2 separate regions of the Mus musculus genome follow, and region 1 is linked to region 2. A link is a contact called in public HiChIP or PLAC-seq data. All regions are on one chromosome and are shown on one strand. The core of a region is the stretch at or near the end of the contact, and the rest is flanking DNA. Distances in the headings are between cores, read along the strand shown. Region 1 overlaps Snd1 (staphylococcal nuclease and tudor domain containing 1). Region 2 overlaps Snd1 (staphylococcal nuclease and tudor domain containing 1).

Region 1 (5,459 bases), core at 167-2,666, 260 kb after region 2:
CAGGCTAATATCATCCTCTTCCTCTGTACACGTCTTCATGATGCCATGTGTGGTCCTGTCTCCTGCCTCCCCATCCACTTCCTGCTACTCAGCTGGAGAGCCACCTCCCTCCCCTGCGCTGACAGGCCTCACTACTTGGCTAATCTCCTGGCCGCAGGATTGGACTTGACGCGTTGTCACGTCGAATCAACTTCTGAGCTGCTGCAGCTCTGGCACAGGGCATGGGGAAGGAAGGAAGGAAGGAAGGAAGGAAGGAAGGAAGGAAGGCAGGCAGGCAAGAAGAGAGGGAAGTGTGGAGAGGGTGGCCCAGCCTCTGAGCTGAGGTCAGAGCAACCTGCTGGAGGTGAGGAATCCAGAGCACAAGAAAAACAGTTCTTCACAGAGCCAAGTCCCCCATTCCCAGCTGCAACTAGGAGTGCCTCAGGAACAGGAGTGGCCATAGAAATGACCTGCAGAGTGACCTTGCAGAGCACTGTGGGAAGGGAGGTGGAGGTTTGAAACTAGAGGGACTGAGCAGACTGCCCAAAGCCAAGGCAGCTCACTGGTGGGATCCTTACACTCTACTCCTGGGATCACCTGGAACTCGGTTTGATTCTAATTTAATAAGCCTGGGGTGAGATCCTGGAGCCTGTTTTTAAATAAGCTTCCAGTTTGATATCTGTCAGAATCATGACCCTCTAACCTGGAACTTCAGAGACTCCAGCTTTCCTGCTCAGAATCAGCCCTGCAGTGACCCCAGACTTACCCAAGGGCAACACCTATTTACCCAAAGCCCCTGGTTGGGGGTCCTCAGCGATGTCCCCCTCAGCTACCCTGTCTTCACTACCGCACCTGCAGGTCTGGGCCCACTATGAGGAGCGGCCTGTGGAGGAGGTCATGCCTGTGCTGGAGGAGAAGGAGCGCTCTGCCAGCTACAAGCCGGTGTTTGTGACCGAGATCACAGATGACCTGCACTTCTATGTGCAAGATGTGGAGACTGGTGAGTGCCTGTGTGCTGCCCCCTCACAGATCCCCCACGGAACTTACAACTGCTACTGCCCCTGCCTCCATCGCACTGGGACTATGTCACCTCTGCTACCCACAAGTGAGCCCTGGAGTGGACATGTGGCAGGCCAAGCAGGTCCTCTGAGGACAGGTGGCATTATAGATTCATCTGGGTGGTTCTCTGAGACTCTTAGGTAATGGTTTTCCTCTCAGACACCCCTGGCAGCCCTGAGCGTGAGGATTTGTTGCCTAAGTGTGTCAGGAATCATGGAGCAGATTGTCTGATATGATCAGGGGGCCCTCTTCTTACAGAGGACCAGAAGGGTACAAGCTTGTCCCTCTCCTTGAGGTGGTTTCTCCTACAGAGGTTGGTTAGTGTAGAATTGTAGTGGCCAGTTTCCATGACAACAAGCAGTCTCTAGGGGAAGCTATCCCCTGGCATTCTTTGTGAAGGACCTTCTCCTTTCTCCTATGCTCAGTCCACCACCCGATGGCCATCTCAGTAGAGACCGTTCTAGCGGCAGCCACTCTTCCTTCCCCTGACCTCCTTCCTCTTCAATCTGCTCTAGGCAAGAAGCAGTTTTGTTGGGAAGAAAGGGTCAAGCTCTTAGACCTTTGGGTCCAAGGAGCCAAATCCCAACCGAGGGATATGCAGATATGGGCAGCCCCAGGAATGGCAGGATATGGTTTTTGCCTAGCTTCCTCAATTCTGCCTCCAAGCCTTCTCCAAGTTGCCAGCAGCCTGTCTCAGCCACTTCCCCTCTAATGATATTTCCCAAGCAGCTGCTTTGTGGTGCTGTCATTTCACCAGGAAAACTTCTCTCTTCCTTATCCTGTGTAGGCTCTGCTTGGGAAGAGAAAAGGAGGAGGGGGAAGGTTGATAAGGGGACTCACTTCTCCTGAAGGCAACCAGCTTTCCGGACTGGGCTGCCTGATGGAAAAGGCGTGTTACCTCACAGCGTCTAAGTAGACATTAGGTCTGTGGGTGACCGCAAGAACAGCTACAGTGGCCATTGGAAAGCCTGAGAGAGGATTGCCCAGGGACAAGATCCACCCACAGGCCCCACCTAGAAGGACCTCCTTAACTGGCCCCACTGCGTTCAGAGGCAGAGCTTGAGGGTACACATTTCCTGCCTGACTCCCTCATCAGGGAACCCTATCAGGCTGTCTCTGGCTGCTCAGAAAGCCAAGATACTTGGAGAGAGTGGAGTCCAGGGAAGAAATGGGAAAGAAAGAGGCCCATAGAAAGCTAGCATTCCTAGAATGTTGTCACTGGCTTCTAACAGTACCAGGAGGCTGCAACCCTCAGGTGGCTCTGTTCAATCCATGAAAATAAGCCCAGGGTCTTTAGCCTCCCTCTTTGAACCTTGGGACTCCTCAAGGCACATCCTCTCACCCTGCCTGCCCCTCTTTCTATTAAAGCCCATCTTCACACAGGAACTGATAGAAACATTAACTGCAGGTGGCCAGGCAGACCCTATATAAGGACCTCCAGGAGGCTGTGGCTGCTGGCAGGAGGCATGAGCCTCTTTCTTTCTGTTGCCTGGGAACCTAAAAATCCAATAAACTAAAAGTAGACCGAATTCAAACCTGTCAATGTAAAGGCTGCTTCCCAGTGCCTAGAGCTTGGGTATCTGGGCAGGGAGCACTCTGGAGGAGCCCAGAGGCCTCACACTCAGTTGACTGAGTGCCAGGACCGTGGGTGCACAGCAGCCCAGGAAGATGACATGTGTTGCATATGCAGAGATCATTTCAGGGTGGTTGAATTATTAAGCACCCTGCATGCACTGGGGATCCTACCAGACCTGTGCAAGTAAACAATCAAGTGAGCTATGGTCTGTGCCCTGAAGGAGCTCACAGTGTAATGACAAAAACATAAACACAGACAAGGAACTTAGACAGTGGATGGTGGCAAGTTTAACCTGTTACAGTGTGGCCTCAGCCCTGAAGGGAGAGAAGAATACCACACATAGACTATACATCACCAGCCCTGTTCTCACCTATGAGGCAGAAGAGAGCAAAGAGGCTGTGAGGCTGAAGTAGCATCTGGGTCAGAAGGGCCATGAAAGGACAGGCCACAGGGAGCTGATGCCCAGCAAAGCCGGGCTAGGGAAGAAGGCCACTGCAGGACGGAGCCAGAGAAGGGAGGTGACCTCAGGAACTGCCAGGGCTGGTCACGTAGCTATAGGGAAGTAACAAGGGCTACAACCCTCAGCCAGGGAGACCAGGCAGGAGAGCAGGCACTGAGAGGGCCCTGGCCTGGCAGCACCTGGAAGTGCTGTTCCACATGAATTTCACAGGGTGACAGGGGTCAGAGTGCCTGTGAGTAGGTAGAGCCTCTGGGCCCCACTCAGAATTACTTGCCATCTTTCAAGGCTCTGACTCTGAGGTCCTTTCCTGTCTGTGGTTGTAAGTGATCCATCTTTTTGCCCCCAAGAGACATTGGGCAGATCGGCTCCTGCTAATCATGGGGTCCAGAGTCCCAGCCCTGTTCTAGAAGCTATTCTGCCTTGCTCAGTATCTATTTTCCTTCCTACCTTCTCAGTCAAGACCTAGCCACAAGAAATGTACCTCAGCAGTAGGATAGTTCCCTAGCATGCACAGGCCCTGTGCGCCATCCCCACTACTTGAAAAAGAATTTGGAAGGCCCAGGCAATTCCCCAGGGCTCCTTTAGCCATGGCTAGTGCATTAGAACATGGCCAGTACAGTGCATGCAAGACCCTGGTATTAGCAGGTCACCAAGTTTGCTTTTGAATATGGCTGCCATGAAGCCTCTTGAGTGAGAGCCACAAAGAACTCTGTTGCATGGGCTGAGGGAGCCAGTGCTTGAGCCCCCTGGAACTTCACACCATGCTTAGTCCCCAGGTCACCAGGAGTGGGACCCCAAGTTTCACTGCCCTTTTTTTCCTGCAGGCACCCAGCTGGAAAAGCTGATGGAGAACATGCGCAATGACATCTCCAGTCACCCTCCTGTTGAGGGGTCCTATGCCCCCCGCCGGGGAGAGTTCTGCATTGCCAAATTTGTAGATGGAGAATGGTAAGCCACTTGGAACAGCAGGGCAATGGGGCTTACGTAGGATGGAGAAATATCCTGGGGCACGGACCTATCAAGCGGCAGGCATTCACACAAGCATTTCCTTTCTGTGGGGATGTTGGTAACAGCCTCTGCCAGGTCTTCAAGGTATCCCTCTGCAGACGGGGGCCAGGGGTCAGGGGACTGTCATCTAAGCAGCCTCCAGAGGTGGCAGGATAAAGTGGTGTCACTCCCTCTCCCCTGAGGACACCAGGATAGTAATGCTGGCAGCTGACACCTTCCAACCCAGCCCTTGCCCTCACAGGAAGAATGATGTCAGGAGTCAGGCGGAGGTTTGTTCACAGTGAGCACAGACCAGCCAGCCAGCCCTCCACCTCTCCTGTCTGGGATTCAAGCGGTTGTACATCTAGGCCGGAAGGTCACTCATGTATGATCTACCAAGGGTAGAGCCCATGGCCTTCCAAGGGTGACAGAGTGACTTGGATGTGTTCCCTGCTGAGGCCTCCCAGACAGATCTGCCAGCTAATTACAACTGCCGTTTGGTGTGCTGGGTTTAAACAGCAGGCATCAATCTAGTCATTACTCTTGTTGCTTTATGCCCCAAGGACATATTAATCTGCTGCCCGTGCTCCTCCTCTTCCTCCTGTGCTCCCAGCTCTACTCCAGCTCCTGTGAATGCTGTGCACAGCCCCCTGAGCCTGGGCTTCCCTGCTCTAACACCCAGAGACCCTGGGCCGGAAATGCTGGATCCACAGGGAGGTCGGGTTCTTAGTGCTATCGTACAAGCTCTAACCTTGATGCCATTGCAGGTACCGCGCCCGGGTAGAAAAGGTGGAGTCCCCTGCCAAAGTGCATGTCTTCTACATCGACTACGGCAACGTGAGTGCTGGGACCAGGGTGGAAAACAGGCAAGGCAGGGACCATTGGGCACAGTAGCCTCCTTGATCAAGTCCTTCTCTCAAATGTCCCACTAAGCTTACTGATGAGACATATATATTGGTCACCGCCACTCTTCATAAAACAGTCCAGACCCCCTGAACAACTAGAAAGCAGAGTAAATGGGGCCAGGGTCCTAGAAACACTGATAGATCTTAAAGGACTTGACACTCTGAGGTGTGGCAGTGGCTGTCTACTGTCCTTTCATCGCTTAAGGATAAGACATGAGGATCTGCTAGCAGGAAGTCCAGAACGAGGGTCATGCTCTCATCTTGTTACCTGAGAGCATGCAGTGAAGAGGCACTGCCAGGCTGGAGTGACTCCACCTACCAGGGCCAGAACCATAAACATACCCAGCACTGCCAGGCTCCTTCTTGATGTGAGCACCCTGCCCCATGGAGTACTACAGGGAGCCCATGTGGCAGAGGGAGGAGGAATGAGGAAACCCAGGTATCTGCATGACTCGTAGTTAGTGGGAGCCAATAAAGGGTCCACTGTGAGACT
Region 2 (5,676 bases), core at 922-3,421:
TTTTTGTTTATTCTATATTGTAGAGTTGTACTATGTCTTTCTGGAACTTTCTTCTTCTGTTCAATATTATTTTCAAATTTATTCCATGGTTATGTTGTCCTAATTCAAGTTAATTGTTCTGTATTCCATTATACAACTACACTGTACACAGTGTTAATATGGACACTGTAATACTTGTCTACCTTATGTAAGAATTTTCTAGGTCCGCGAGTCCATACTTACCTGTAAGTAGCATTCATTAATTAGAGGAATGTGTCAAGCAAATATCAGTGCTCAGCACTGTGTGAGAGTAACGTTTCATATTCCTAACAGTAGGTAAAGGACATTCCAATTTCCCCACATTCTTAAGTCTTAAGTATTTTTGTCAGAGTGATTGTTGTAATGTTACTGTTAGTAATATTATTCTTTTTTCTTAAACTTACCATTCTGAGTTACTAGTGAAGTATCTACACAGAGTCTGCCTGTTCTTTCACCTTTTTGTTTGTTTGTTTTAATTTGTCAGTTTCTTGCCATGCATGAGTTCCACCACACCTTGTGTTCCTCCTCCTGACAAAACCCTGCATCTAACAGATGTTGAGCAGTAATAGGGTGCTCTGTGTAAAGCCATTGTTCTATTGGTATATAAGGGTAGTTACTTCCTCTCTTCTGATGTCACTCATCTGGTCACTGCTTGACTATGTCTGTCATTTCTCTCATCTGAAATTAAAACCTAAACTCCTGAAACCCTATTCGCCTGGCAGCTGTGACCTTATTTTTGACTGGTTTTCAGCACCTTTCGAAGGAATCCTTTACGCCTGTTTTCCCTTCACTCATGTTTTTGCTTTCTTCCTAGTGTCTTGTATACTTATTCTTAGATTGGGCATAGCTGCCTAGACCATGCTTAGCTGGAGAGAGAGTTTGGCCCTTCAGGCCTGTCTTGCTTGGCTAACTGCAGTACTTAATACAGACGATCACCCTTCTGCTCAGCTAGTCTTCTAGTGTCCTCTGCTCTGCTCACGGCTGCTCCTTCTCTCTCCTTATGCACTGCACATTCAGTACTCGTCATCCCAGACAGATAACCATGGCCCGGACTGTGAACCCAGGTATCACCTCACACAGTGGCTTTCACACTAACTAGTAAGCCAGTTTATACACAGCCCAGTTCCCTATCTGTGTGTCCAGCTGCCTGGTCAGCTTTATGTAGATCTTAGCAGCTGAAGCTTTCAAGCTCAGCTTCTGCTTGTGCCCTCTCTCCATAGTCAAAGCAGTTATGGTTTCCCTTTTCTTTGACGATCTCTGCTCATTCTTTGCTCAATTCCAATTCATCCTTGATTCTTTCCTTTCTTTGACATTTCCTGTTGTGTTTGGTATCTGCCTTTGATACTGCTACCGCCCTTTTGTAATCTAGTATCATGTTCTACCTAGATCGCTGTATTAATTTACTAATTTATGTCGTTTCACTTGTTACAGTGGAAATCCTCCATCTAAAGAGCAGGGTAATGTTACTCACATCCCTTCAAGAAGTACTGTGTGAGGAGCAGTTGGGAAATGAGCTGCCTTTCCTATCGCCTCTGTTGCTGCCTTCTGTTCTGGGGCCTAGTGTCCTTTATCTTGTCTTGAACCATGAGGCACACTCATGGCTCACACTTAGATCTCCTCAGCTGTCTTCAGATGACCGTTTCTTGAATCTCTAAGAAGATGTAACTTGTGTGAAGCCTGCCACAAGCACATTATGTCAGCGCCCTGCTTAAGCTTCCTCTGACTAACTCTCCACCCTCATTTTCTTATTGCCCAGTAATTCTTGCCTTTACCCCTTTCCTTTGCTCTGTCTTTTTGATAGAGAACTTTAAAGGTCTTACTAGAACATACTTAGCCACCTTTTCTTTATCCCCAGATCCATAATTTGTGTCTGTTGAACCTCAAGAAGTACTGTACTGTCTCAGGGTCGTTATATCTTATGGCTACAGCTTTTCAGGGTAGACTAGGAAAAGCCTGAAAGCAAGGATTTGACAGGAAGTCTCTTTTTGCTCTTCAAAAGATCTTTGACCCAACACTTCTCAGTTTTGTCTACTGGCCTAAAATGCTTCCTGTCAAAAGGCCAGCTGTGTCCTCATATGCTGAGTTGTGAGTATTGGGCTCTCTCTTAAGGAGAGGGACGGATGACTGTAGTTATCTCTTCCGGCTGTAATGTGAGTCATTACAGGGCCCGCACGCAGTGTCAGTTCTCAGGAGGAACGGTGATTACAGCCCATATTGGTTTGTGTATTATCCGCCCACCAGATAAAGCAAGCATTCTCTTCTATTTTTATTTTGAAAAAAATATTTCCATGTAAATTAGAATCTAAACTAGACAGTTCCTTTTAGCAGGGACTCAACTGCTCTCCTCTTCCCCAGAATACATTCCATACCTCAATTGCCTCTTTTGAGATTTCAAAGGCTTTTATGGACCTGGTAATTTAGAAGAATTGCTTTTATTTTGTGGCTTCTTTGGGACTTCTAATCTCTCTCTTGTAAGATGTTTGTAGATGTCAATAGCTCCTGGCTCTGAAGGGTTAGAGTAGCAAGATCACTCACTCTGTGTTCACTTGTACTTTCTGTTCCTCCTGGCTTCCCGAGAGACACACAGTCAGACTCTGAGTTTGTTGTTATTTGGGTGCCTGCTGATACACTGTCCTCACTTCCCATCTTCTGAGGGGATTTCGTATCAGTCCATCCTGGAAAGAGGGTCTTCAGATAGTATTCTTGTTTACATAACCACACATACGTGTGTATCATTCTGTGTCCTTACTTGGCATACTTCTGGAAAGGTAGCTCTTGCCTTCCATTTTCAGTATTAGCGTTTCAGTCAACTCTCATTTTCCCATGTAGGGTATGCAGGGAAGGCTGGGAAATTCAGGTGTTGTGACATGGCATAAACCTGTGTGTGGTCAGCATCATTGTTTTGTTCAATTAATTTAAAACATTTTTGTTCACTACGGCTTCTGTAATCAAACTGCTACTCTTTGTAAATAGATTTTTCTTTCTTGTTTGGTGAGTATGAGTCTATTGGTTCTTTTTATTCCTGAGGGCTGATTCTGATAACCATTGATTTTTTTGTCTGTATTAAAAATCCTGTTCAACTGGGATGTAGCTCAGCAGTAGAGGGCTTTCCTGGCATGTGCCAGGCTTTGTTTGGTTTTGAGCCTCCTTACCGAGAAACAAAGCAGAATCCTGCCATTACTAGCAACTGAAATCTGTCAGAAAGTTTCCTGTGCCATAGTGACATCAGATACTCTTTCTAGATTGTTTCTGGTATCTCTTACCCTTGGTGCAAACATTGACTCAGCACAGATCATCTTGGCAAACCAGTAAGTTCACTGGAATTACAAGAGTGAATGGGGTTCTTTATAGGGGCACGGATGACTCAAAGCTCACCACACCATGAAGAAGCCCACCCTAGCATGAGTCGTTACAGCTGATAGGTGTCGGGAGGAAGGGCTCTCCTGGCCAGGAATTGTTTGTGTTTTCTTTAAACTGGGGGGAGGGGACGGTTGAGTTTTCTTAGATTCAGCTTCTATAACTAGTAAGGATGGTTTACTTCTACTTAACAGTGTCTTAATGTATGTTCCCTTGATCGCACCTAGCTTCCTGGACATTTATAAAATATCTACATCCATTTTTTTCTTAATACCCAGCATTTTTGTAGACTGTGTCACTCTCACTATGCACCTCCAGTTTGGCTCTTCTCTTGTTCCTGTAGTATTACCATGTTTAGCGACATGCCTCAACATACACAATGGTTCTGATATCTCAGTACCTTGTTCTGAGCTTGGATACCCATGCTCTTTCTGCTTCATGTAGTAGATTCCTACATGTGATCTGTGAAAAGATGTGTTTTCTCTTCCTGGGAGAATGGTGGAACAATAATTCCTTTTTTTTTTTTTTTTTTTTTTTTTTTTTTTTTTTTTTGTTAATTTCACAGAGGAGGTAAATGGCCATGAGGGGTGAATGTAAAGCTCAGAATCCCTTGTTACGCAAAGAATTGTTTCCATTCCCATAAGCGATCTTCTTGGCCATGGCACTGAATTGAAATGCCTTATTATGTATTCCGTACATCACAGCTCAGTCAGCCTCCGAGAGGAAACACCTACTTCATTTCCCTCTTCCATAATATTGGCTTTAGGAAGAGTTTTGAATGTAGCATTATAATGATGAAGATTCCTAACTTGAAAGCTGTTTAAGAGAAAAAAGAAGTTACAAATACCTTCCTTAAGTGTTACACAGATTAGACAGACATCTTAATTTGTCAGATAGAGAATATATGGCAAAGTCAGGACTAAGCCAGCTAGCCATGGAAGATGGAAATCACTGACTTTCATATATGATAGGAGGTAGTTTCTGCTTTTCTCCTCCATATACTTTACCCCAGATACTATATGGGTCTTGGAGACCCTTAACACACATTCATGTTCCTCTAGCATACTTAATCAGGGTATAATCTAGTAAGGAGGTCCTATAGAGTTAGAGTCTTTGTTGATTCAGAGCTTATGCCTCATGTGAAGTCATCATATCAGACTCTCCAGATATGCTCTCTTTCTTAAGTAGTTGTGTCAGACTGTCCGGATCCGCTCTATTTCTTAAGGCCATCCTCTATGTTTTCACTCCCCACAACAGCAGGCAGCTCTGCACTTAGTCCTGTCATCGTGACTTTGGGTTGGATTTCTATCCTTTTATCCTCTCTGTCCACTGTGTTGTCAAATTCTGTTAATGCCTTTTTCCAAAATGTTCTCATAGCTCTTAAGTTTTATCCATTCCTACTCCTGTCTCCTTCCTCAAGACTTCCTTATTATTTGCAGAGGATGGGTATTTGAAGCAACTGTGGAGGAGGAGTCTAAGGCACATAGGGTGATGAGCCAACTTGTGGATGTTAAAATATATTCCTTTCTGTCTCTTGTTCTGCTTTTTCTAATTCTAGTTTTCACACTAGTTATTTTCCCTGTCATGCAAATACATTAAATACGATATGTCAGTGAAACTTTTTTTGATCACTTCTTCCTTTCCATTTCTCTGAATTCTTAGCACATTATTTTGTATTTATTCAAAACTACTTTGTGTTGCTACTTTGTATCTAGGATCTTGTCTTTAATAGATAGGTTTTTGTCTTGAGTCTAGGATGTATGCATATTAGGCTGTGTGTGTGTGTGTGTGTGTGTGTGTATATATGTATGTATATATGTATATATATAGTTAATAGCTGGTAGGTGCTTAATTGAGGTTTTGAAATTAGATTTTGTGTGCATGCGCGTATACATGCATCCAGTGGGTGCCAGTGAATACTGAATTTCTTCCATATTGCTTGTTTCCAACTTGGGTCACTCCTTTTGAGCTTGCTACTTGAAAAAGAAATTCTTCTGCCAATATAAAGCATTTCAACCAACTATTTAGTAACCAGTTATAAGATACCTAGTACATTTGTGATCTTAAGAGACAGCCAGTTTTACATATGTTCCTTTGTGTTACTGTACTGCCTATGTTAATTTTTTTCATTCCTAATAGCATATTCTGTTTTGCTTGCAGGATAAGAACAAGAAGCTCCGGCCCCTGTATGACATCCCCTACATGTTTGAGGCCCGCGAATTTCTTCGAAAAAAGCTCATTGGGAAGAAGGTAAATGATGAGCATACATTAGCATGTGTTTGGACTTAGTCTCATGCTCTA

The links. HiChIP or PLAC-seq counts read pairs in DNA pulled down with a chosen protein or histone mark.
Region 1: an H3K27ac HiChIP or PLAC-seq map of microglia shows a contact between it and region 2, with 4 times the contacts expected there. The contact joins two enhancer-like sites. A contact is called at or near these places in 1 of 484 Hi-C or Micro-C datasets (liver) and 4 of 115 datasets of contacts at active chromatin or transcription factors (astrocytes, embryonic stem cells, large pre-B cells and 1 more).

Annotation. Positions count from the first base shown.
Region 1 is chr6:28,879,360-28,884,818 of GRCm38.p6, forward strand. It overlaps Snd1 (staphylococcal nuclease and tudor domain containing 1), which reads left to right. Exons shown (of 24, transcript NM_019776.2): 18 at 838-979; 19 at 3,899-4,022; 20 at 4,829-4,898. Among named protein-coding and RNA genes, the nearest start is that of Lrrc4, 50 kb to the left of the region's middle. Within about 2 kb of position 1,417, at least 10 of the 459 cell types and tissues checked have an H3K27ac peak or open chromatin away from gene starts, as enhancers often do. A contact at or near this core is called in microglia, where this site is marked.
Region 2 is chr6:28,620,565-28,626,240 of GRCm38.p6, forward strand. It overlaps Snd1 (staphylococcal nuclease and tudor domain containing 1), which reads left to right. Exons shown (of 24, transcript NM_019776.2): 11 at 5,536-5,625. Among named protein-coding and RNA genes, the nearest start is that of Snd1, 140 kb to the left of the region's middle. Within about 2 kb of position 2,172, at least 65 of the 459 cell types and tissues checked have an H3K27ac peak or open chromatin away from gene starts, as enhancers often do. A contact at or near this core is called in microglia, where this site is marked.